2 separate regions of the Arachis hypogaea genome follow, and region 2 is linked to region 1. The links are chromatin contacts, called in public Hi-C maps. All regions are on one chromosome and are shown on one strand. The core of a region is the stretch at or near the end of the contact, and the rest is flanking DNA. Distances in the headings are between cores, read along the strand shown.

The links. Hi-C and Micro-C count contacts between places; a contact is called where the count stands out from the background.
Region 2: a contact with region 1 is called in a Hi-C map of an unstated tissue, with 4 times the contacts expected there. The contact joins the promoter of LOC112796678 here to the promoter of LOC112796677 in region 1. A contact is called at or near these places in 3 of 8 Hi-C or Micro-C datasets (leaf and an unstated tissue).

Annotation. Positions count from the first base shown.
Region 1 is chr4:37,410,222-37,414,679 of arahy.Tifrunner.gnm2.J5K5, forward strand. LOC112796677 (protein PHLOEM PROTEIN 2-LIKE A1) reads left to right here and starts at 2,714. Exons shown (of 3, transcript XM_025839247.3): 1 at 2,714-3,315; 2 at 3,426-3,544; 3 at 3,652-4,243. The coding sequence starts at 2,836. The coding sequence ends at 4,027. It overlaps LOC112796676 (lecithin-cholesterol acyltransferase-like 4), which reads right to left. Exons shown (of 11, transcript XM_025839246.3): 11 at 4,224-4,458.
Region 2 is chr4:37,548,776-37,553,929 of arahy.Tifrunner.gnm2.J5K5, forward strand. LOC112796678 (cytochrome c6, chloroplastic) reads left to right here and starts at 3,299. Exons shown (of 7, transcript XM_025839249.3): 1 at 3,299-3,705; 2 at 3,854-3,989. The coding sequence starts at 3,646.

The sequences.
Region 1 (4,458 bases), core at 1,464-3,963:
ACATTCATGTGCTGAATAAAATGTCATAAATATTCAATCGTCAAGAATAGCATTTTTCCATGCAAAAGAAGTCAACTGAACACATAATAATCAGGTGAACCGAAATGACCAACACCACTGAACCGAACACCAATTATGTGCTGAATAAAACGTGATAAACATTCAATCGGTAAAAAAATATTTCTGCATGCATAAGGACTCAACTGAATACATTAACAATCAAGTGAATTAAAATGAGCAACTCCACTTAACCGAGCAAAATGTTAGTGTTGTTGGTGATAATTATAACGAAAGAAGAAAGAGAATCTGCGTGCAGGAAGAAGAAGAAGCAGAAGAAGAATCTACGTGCACAAATTTGAAAGAAGAAGGAGGAGGAGGAAGAGGAGGAGAAATACTATTCTTGTTGATTAAAAGTTGATCAGTATTTATTCACGACATGAACATTGTTCGGTTCGGTGGCCTTTGTGATTTTGATTCATCAAATGAATGTTGTTCGGTTCGGTGGCCTCCTTTTACTTTGTTCAGTGTTTAAGATTATTGTAATAGCATGCAGCAATCATTCCCTAGCTATCTCAACGTAATAACTTCATTCAACTAATTTGAAGTTGAATCATTCATTGTTTCCATTCAGAAGTGTAGATCTAAGAAAAAGAAGAAGAAAAAGAAGAACGATGGAGCTTATTACGTTGAATTCAATGCAGATCAATAATAAAGAATGCGAGCAGAGAAGAAAAACGCAAACAGAGGAGAACGACAAATTTTATTAGGTCGAAGAAGAACACGATCAGAGAAGAAGAAGAAGAAGAACGAAAACGCGAGAAGAACGAAGTTTACGTTATATGAGGCGCGTGTATAACAAACACGTAAGGGGATTCGGGAGGTGCATCTGATTGAAGTTACTTGGATAGCTTGGATGAAAAAATTACATGGATGTAAAGCTTTTTTGAAAAAAAAAGGTTGGAGACTAACTTCTAGGACAAACTCTTTGATTTATAAAGTACCCAAAAGCAAGTACTTTTCTTTCTTATCATTTATAAAGGTCTAGAAACCAATCTATCCTAAAGATATAAAAGTATCTTAGAAGATTGCAAGATTCTAGAAAAAGGTTTGAAAGGCAAATAAGTAGGGATAATATAATTTTTATTTTTGAACAAAAACATGTGACGATAATATTAACATAATTTAATTAAAGACCTCGGTCATTATCTCTTAACCAGAACCTTCAATAGGTGTCACAATTACTTTAGACTAATGGTCACTAAAATTCATCACTTATTACTGTTTAATTTTTTTCTCTTATGGTTCAAAATATACTCAGCATTAAAAGAAATTCAAACCCGAACAAATTAACATGAAAAAAAGAGTGGTTCTTACTCTGTGTTTCAATTATGCATTTGTATTCAGATTTTTCACGCCACAATAGAATTTCTCTCGTAACTTTTCACTCAGAAGATGATTTGAAAATCAATTTGGTCCATTAAAATTCTAACAAAAGTTAAGTTCTTCGTTTGGAAAGCTATCCACAGAATTTCCAATTTCCAAACTAAAATTTTTAATTTCTCAATCATATGTCTTAAATGTAAAAATGCCAGAATTAGTCATATACTGCTTAATTAATTGTCTACAAGTAATAAAGATTTGGCAATAACAGAGAGTAATGAATATACCTATTACAAAATTGGACCTTAGGGATGGTAGAAGAACATGGTGTTATACTCTGCTATTGGAAATTCAAACTCCAGAAGAAACTCGACAATTGTAGCAGCCTTAAGAAAGATTTGATTAAGTCATAATTAACATGTCTTTGAAAATATGAATATTTAGTCGTAAGAAATACCAAAGTTATGAGTGAAATTCGAACCTGCGACTTCAAGGTGAGTATGAAAAGACCATATCATTTGATCTATAACCTATTCACTTATTTTAATATTTCTTTATCTCAAGTGTTCTTTTGACATTTACCACTTGTTACTGTTGTTATCCAAGTTAGACGACTTATTTATTTTGTCAGAATCAATAAAATTCTTGCTTTTGGAAAAAGAAAAAGTAAAAAAAGTGGCTCCTTAGTATTATTCAATCAAATTAAAAAATCATATTATTTTTTAGCTAATAATAACCATCAATATTTTCTAAAATCACTTTTTTATTACCATCGCCAACTAGCAGCCGACCTCTATTGGTCTCTCTAAATCTTAAATTATAAATCTTAAATTTTAAACTTTTGAATCCTAAATGCTAAATCTTAAATTGCAAATCTTCCAAGAATAAAAATTAACAAATAATGTTATAATAAAAAATTAGTTAATATTAACTAATTAAAAGTTAATTTCATATACTTATTATTTTTGGATTAAATATATTTTTGTCTCTAATATTTATTTTTTTTAAATATCCGTAATTTTTAGTTGCATTCAATTCTATTCTTAATGTTTTTAATTTGTGTCAAAATTACCGTAAACGTTAACTCTGTAAAATTTTAGGGATAAATTAAAAAGTTTTAAGGATAATTTTAACTTTTGATACAAATCAAAATCATTAAAAACAAAATTGAATAAATTTAAAACGTTAAAAATAAAATTGAATGAAATGAAATGTTAGAAATATTTTAAAAAGAAATTACAAAACGATAGGAATAAAAAGTATACATTATCCACTATTTTTTAAATGTAACATTGTTTTAAACAAATATCTTTATATCACTAATCAAATAAATGCATCTAACATCATTTGCAATTTTCTTTACATTAGTTCGGCTATAAAAGAAAAAGGGTGCTACAATTGAAAATCCACTAATAGGTATAATAGTGATAGGAACCGAAGAAATTAACAAGAGAAATGGGAGCTGAACTTTCACGAGAAGTTGATGAGGAGCCTCGCAACCACCAACACCAGCAGCTGTTGAGGCCACAATCACAATCACAACCACAGCCTCAGCCGCAATTATCAAGAACGCAGTCTCCACAGCTAAGAAGGCCACAGTCACAACCACAACCACAACCGCAACGGCAGCCTGTGGCAAATAATGAAGGAGCTACCAGCAAGGATGGATGGTTACTGCCATCAAAACCATCCATCAAAGCCACAAACTCATCAGTGGAAAATTATTCCCCCACAAGAGTTGTAAAACCCAACAAGGGAAACAATCATCACCAATCCATGATAGCCACTACTAAATCCTCCAAAGAACTGATGATGAATCTTCCATATAGATATGAAGACATATTGAAGGGTGCAGACTCACCGGTTCATACATCTTCCAAGGAGAAGTTGCTTGATCAGCTATATTCTGGAGTCTTCTTAGACCATAACACTAAGGCAAGCTCAACACTCTATCTTTCTTTATTGATCAACTTGTCGCATGCCATATTATCTTTAGTTTAATATAATATAATTCTCTATTGAGCATTGATTATCATTATTGACAGAAATATTGGATAGAAAAGAAGTCCAATAGCAACTGTTTCATGTTATACGCAAGAGCACTATCAATCACGTGGGCAGAAAATCAACATTATTGGAAATGGGTAACCCAGAAAGAATCAAGGTCCGCATTTAGTTAAAATGAATCTTATGATCAAAGCACATTGATTTATCTTAGACAGCTTTTTTATCTAGTCCTAACTGATTAGAGCGAGTTATGTGATATTGCAGTGGCACAATTATTGAAGCGGCTGAACTGGAAAGAGTGTGTTGGCTAGAGGTGCATGGAAAATTTGATACCAGAAACCTTTCCCCAGGAACTCTATATGAAGTGTCGTTTATTGTAATGTTGAAGGATCTGGCGCAAGGGTGGGAAGTTCCGGTCAACGTTAGACTCGTGCTTCCGGGAGGTAAAAAGCAGCAACACAAGGAGAGTTTGATTGAGAAGTTACGAATGCAGTATATAGAGATTCCGGTTGGCGAGTTTGTAGCATCTGAAAAAGATGGTGGGGAGATGGAGGTGTCTCTGTATGAGTATGAAGGTGGCATGTGGAAGCAGGGACTTGTGATCAAAGGTGTTGCCATCAAACCAAAGGAACTAAGCTAGACAGTAATGAGATTTCTTTCTTTGATGTACGAAATCTTAGGAAGGATCAAATAGAGAACGCGAGCTAATAGTTTTAGTAACTTAAGCATATGATACTATGTTGTAGTGTTTCCAAAATAAGACTCTTTTAGGTGCATTAGTTGCACTATTGCAGTCGTCAAAAAAGTTTTAACAGAGGGCATCGAATTATGAATAATGAACGGGAATTATGAATTATTTATTGGATTTTAAAATAGTCGAATAAACAGTAACGTTTTACATGAACTTTGCACAACGAACACCACTCTTGGAACCATGAGTTAATGGTAGAAAGATGGTCATAACGAATACATATAATTCACAAATCATACATGAAAACATGGAGGAACATGGCAGCACCATCATTTCAGTTCTTATATACAAGTGATGGCGGCCACAATCAAACTGTACAG
Region 2 (5,154 bases), core at 2,049-4,548, 140 kb after region 1:
TTTTTTTCAATTTTGAGTTTTGAGAACACATTTTGTTGATAATTTTCCAACTTCTGCATTGTGAAAATGCGGAAGGTTGTTCTTGTTTTGTTGTTGTTTTATTTTTTTTTTAATTTTATCTAATTGTTCAATTTTGTTGTGTTCTTAGCTTCTTTATTGTTATGAGTACTACGTCTACATAGTGAGTCTATGATCTGTATTTAAAGTGAATTAGTGAAATTTGATCAATTCTTGTAATTTATTTTGGTGGAGTTTTGAAAAATTTTGGTTTTAATGATTTGGCTGTGATATTTAATTTTGCAATTGAGTGAGTGTGCCAGTTATCAAGTTTGATATTTGTGTGCAGAATCAAAATTTAAGGCTTCTTGAGAAATTTGGTGGTATTGGTTGAGTTTCTTTAAATTTTTGTTACTTGAATTTGCTGTGTTAATTATCATATTAATAGTTTGGAATTTGAAAACTTTGTGGCATGATGCTAATGGTTTCTTTGTGCTATTTGCTATACTGAACTTTGATTTGTTGCTTTGTTTTGTGTTGTGCCGACAAAAATTGTGCTAAAGTTTTGATAATCCTGGTTAATCTTAGAAAATTTTATTACTCTTTATTAAAGATGTGCTAAAATCTTGTTAGATTGGTCAGTAAAGATTCAATATATGCTAACAGCTCATGAATTGGCCTCTTAAATCTCTTAAATCTCTTAGATCTTCTAGTTGCCATAAGAATTTTATGTTGTTTGAATTTGATTTTTTGATGTTCTTTCACTCTTTAGCCCTTGATTTATGTAATTAGCATTTAATACAATTCTGTAATTTTTGTTAATTTGTTGAATTTCTGCTGTGATATTGAACTGACTTGTTGAATATTTATTATTTTAAATCTTTTCCAAATAGAAATGGCATCGAGTCAAGTTAATGCAAGTGAAAATATGATTCCTAATAATAAATATAGTAATACGGAAGCTTGTGAAATTCAAGAAGATTTTTCGATAAATGAAGAATAGGATGATTATTTAATAACTTATTTAGACTTTAGTTAAATAATTGTTTGTTACAGTAGTTTAACTGCTTTATTTACTACAATTTATTTTAATGTCGAATAAACTTGCCCGCTATAAATTTGTGTTTTGATTTGTGATTGAGCTGTAAATTTAAATTTTGAGTTGTGACTTTTGACTTGTGAATTTGTGTCCTCAGAATCCTAAAAAAATTTTATTTTTAATATTTTACGAGTTATGTTTACGTTCCGTCTTACCTCTTAAGAAATTACTAAAACTTTGAATTTTGTTAGTTTAGAAATTATTAAATTTAAATATTTAAAATTATATAGTGAATTTACAAAGAAATTTAAAAAAATTAAAAGTTTAAGTTTACCGGTGGTAAATCCGCTGGTATCTATTAATTTAATTATTAAAAATAATTAACATATTACTATCGAATTTATCAGGAGAAAATCCGACAATAACAACCTCCATAATTAAATTTATATTTGCCGCATTACCGGCGGATGAAAAAATCTGCCAGTAAATTCACCGCATTATCGTTGGATTTATTCTGCCACTAAATCCGAAAGTAAATCCAACAATATCCGCGACGTTTTTGTAGTGATATGCTGCATACTTGCTTCGTCAATGATCGGCATAATATCAAATTATATTAGACCACCAAATACTATAACGGATTCTAGTATAGAATATTGCTCACTCTCTTTAAAATATCATTCTCTTGCTTTGACAGAAACCATTCCGTAGCTCTACAAATGTCATGGTGCATGAAATCACAAACGAAAATGAATTCTCACATGCAAAGTTCACCCTCTCATGAATATTTCCTATAATTTTAATGTTGTAATACACCAGTATATTTGTGGTACCTTCTATCACACTACCAATACACTCAAACAATTCTCTTCGCAATAAAATGGTATCGAATTTTACCTTATATAGAAAGAGCACCCAACACGCAAGTCACATGTGCAATATGCTCCCTACGTATTGGCCAAGATGTCACCACATGTCTAACACATATCCCATATGTTGACTCAGTATGCGTCACTTGCATGTTGCCCTTACCTTGACTGCAACATCCACCCATTTGCAATTATATTATATTTTCCTATTTCGAACAAAATACTAACATTTTTTTTATATAGCAAAAAAATCAGCCGTCTTTAGAAGAGCAACTAATTCACTTATATATACTAATCAAATCTGTAATCATGAAATGTTTGTCACCATCCATTAGGGGTGTGCATGGGTCGAGTGAAATCGAATTTGATGTGACCCAAATCCGACCTGAAAATATATACCGGACCTATTTATTAGACCCGAACCCGGTCCTAAACCTGACGAAACCTATACACTTTCGGGTTACGATTATACCGAGTGAAAACCGAACCGTTAACATTATATTACCTTGATATCTTCTATAAGCTAGTATGTGAAAATATCCAAATTTTCAAGAACTCCAACCATTATTTGACATGGTAAAATTCACTTAGAAAAATATAATAAGAACCAACTCTTCTCTAAAATTAAAGCATAACCATAATCAATACTAATATTGTCTAATAACACCAAATATTTAAATCAATACACATAACACAATATTATGCATTAGTCTAAAATCTTATACATTTTAAACATAAAAACATTAACTAATAGTCTTATAATAACTAATAATACAAAATATTAAGGTTTACAATACTTAAATTCTATATAAGAATAGCCATCATTGATCACTAATAACACAAAATATTAACTGTGTATGATGATTGGGCCACCGGACCGAGTTCGGGTGACTCGAGCCATGACCCGGACCCGATCCAAAATAATGACCGAATTTATTTTTAAAATTTTTATCCGACTCTAAACCTGATAAAATCACACCAAAAAAAATTTCTAAAATATTCGAATTTTCGAGTAGGGCCGGACCTGCACACACCTACCGTACCATCCATTCCGTGCAGTGAATTGTTATGACATATTTTTTAACAGTTATATGCTCAAATGTGACTAGATACAAAGTAATTAACTTGATCTGATTCACTTTAGACGTTAATAAATTCATCTTTAGAATATGTTGTATTAAAAAACATGAATTATGTTTCGAAATTAATTTTAATATTTAAACTTTTTGGTGGACAATTAACTTTTTTTTTCAATTTGATGGATTTTAATTGACAGTATAAACAAGTTATCCATTTAGATTATCAATAACTTTAGATTATGAAAAATAATTATTTTTGTTGTTTATCTAATTTTTTTACACATATATGAAAATATAATTTTAGAGGAATTTTCCATTCATGTCAAATCGAACACTTTTTTTATTTTTGTTTTTTCTTTTTATTTATAAAACCTTGGAACATAATTTTTCAAGTTTTGAAATCGTTTCCTATTTACAGAAAAGAAATCAATTAATTTTCCCACTCTTTTGATCATATAACCATTCCAAATTTTTAACCACCACAGACAAAAATTTATTTTATTTTATATCTAGTATTTAGATGTGTGCATTGATACCTCATCATTGTTGTAGTGTACAACATACATTTCAGTATTTCACATCTCCCTTGAGTTTTAGCTATATGTATATATACTTATATTTTCCGCTTTCACATTCACTTTAGAACAAAAGAAGCAGCAACATGGAGCTTACCGGCATGATATCATGTTGCATTGATTACACTAGAATCCTCTCCACTAAGGTAATTAACTAATTAATTATACTCCTGTTATTCTCTCCGCCTGTCTCTTATCATCATGTGTGTTTATGAATCATAATCTTATAACCAACTAGAAGAGACTAGAATATGTAAGAAGGGTTAATGACATGTATGATGATATTGATTAAAGGATAATGTGAAGAAAGAAGAGAATTACATTCCTGGAAAGGTCAAGAATGGGGAAGTGAAGTTCTACAAGCTTAAGAGATTGGCTCCTCCAATTGTGGCTGCTCTTCTTGCCTTATCTCCTATCTCATCTCCCCAAGGTGACGTGTCAATCAATCCCACTGCCGCTCTTCTTATGCCTGGAATTACTGTAATGCCCCTGCTATATTTCTCTAAATTGCTGCTATATTGATAGATATATATTATTTTAAATAATTTTATTTAAATTTAAAAATTAAAAGATAATGAAAAAATTATATAATAATTTAATTATCTTTTATTTGTATTTACTTTTTTAATGATCAAATTTTTATATTAGTATTTTTAAGTGAAATAGTATTTTGAATTTGTTTTATTTAATAGTTTGTGGGTGGGTGTTGACGAAATTGCATGGACTATCCATTTTGTCACTTTTAATTCTGCATTATTAATTAAATATTATTTAAATATATTTTTTTTATCAAATTTAAAAAAAATTAAAATTTATTTTTAATATTTAATTTGTTTTAATTTTGTTTCTAGTATTTTAAATAAATTTCAACATTAAAATTCATTTTTCAGTAATCATGTGAAGTCAAACGTGAGATTAAAAGTTGAGGTGTGAAAGTAGTTCAGTAACGTCAACGATGAAGAGTAGAGTAGTACGGTAGGGATGGAAAATAGTACACTAAAATTTGAATTTTTTAAATTTTAGATTATTTAATAGAGTAAAGTATAATTTTTTTATTTTTTATTTTTGTTTTATTTATAAAATAAGTAATTAAAAATTATATTTTATTTTATAAAATAAAATTTAAAAGATATAAATTTATGTTGAAATGAGGAGTTGAGAAAGAAGTGTGATGATAATGGTAATAATAAAGTTAAAGATGAGAGGTTTTAAAAATATACTTTTTAAGATAGTAAGTGAAAACATTACTTACTAGTTAAATTGCCTATTATCTTCTATATATATATATGAGGAGTTGAGAAAGAAGTGTGATGATAATGATAATAATAAAGTTAAAGATGAGAGGTTTTAAAAATATACTTTTTAAGATAGTAAGTGAAATATATATATATATATATATATATATATATATATATATATATATATATATATTATATGGATGTGAGTGTGTGTCTGTATGTATGTGATAGATAAATTTTTGGTAAATTATTATTCAATCATCTTTTAAATAAAGAGCAAGTTATTTTTTATAATAAATTTAATAATTATTAGTTAAAATTAATTATACCATCAAAATAATTAATATTAATTTTTAA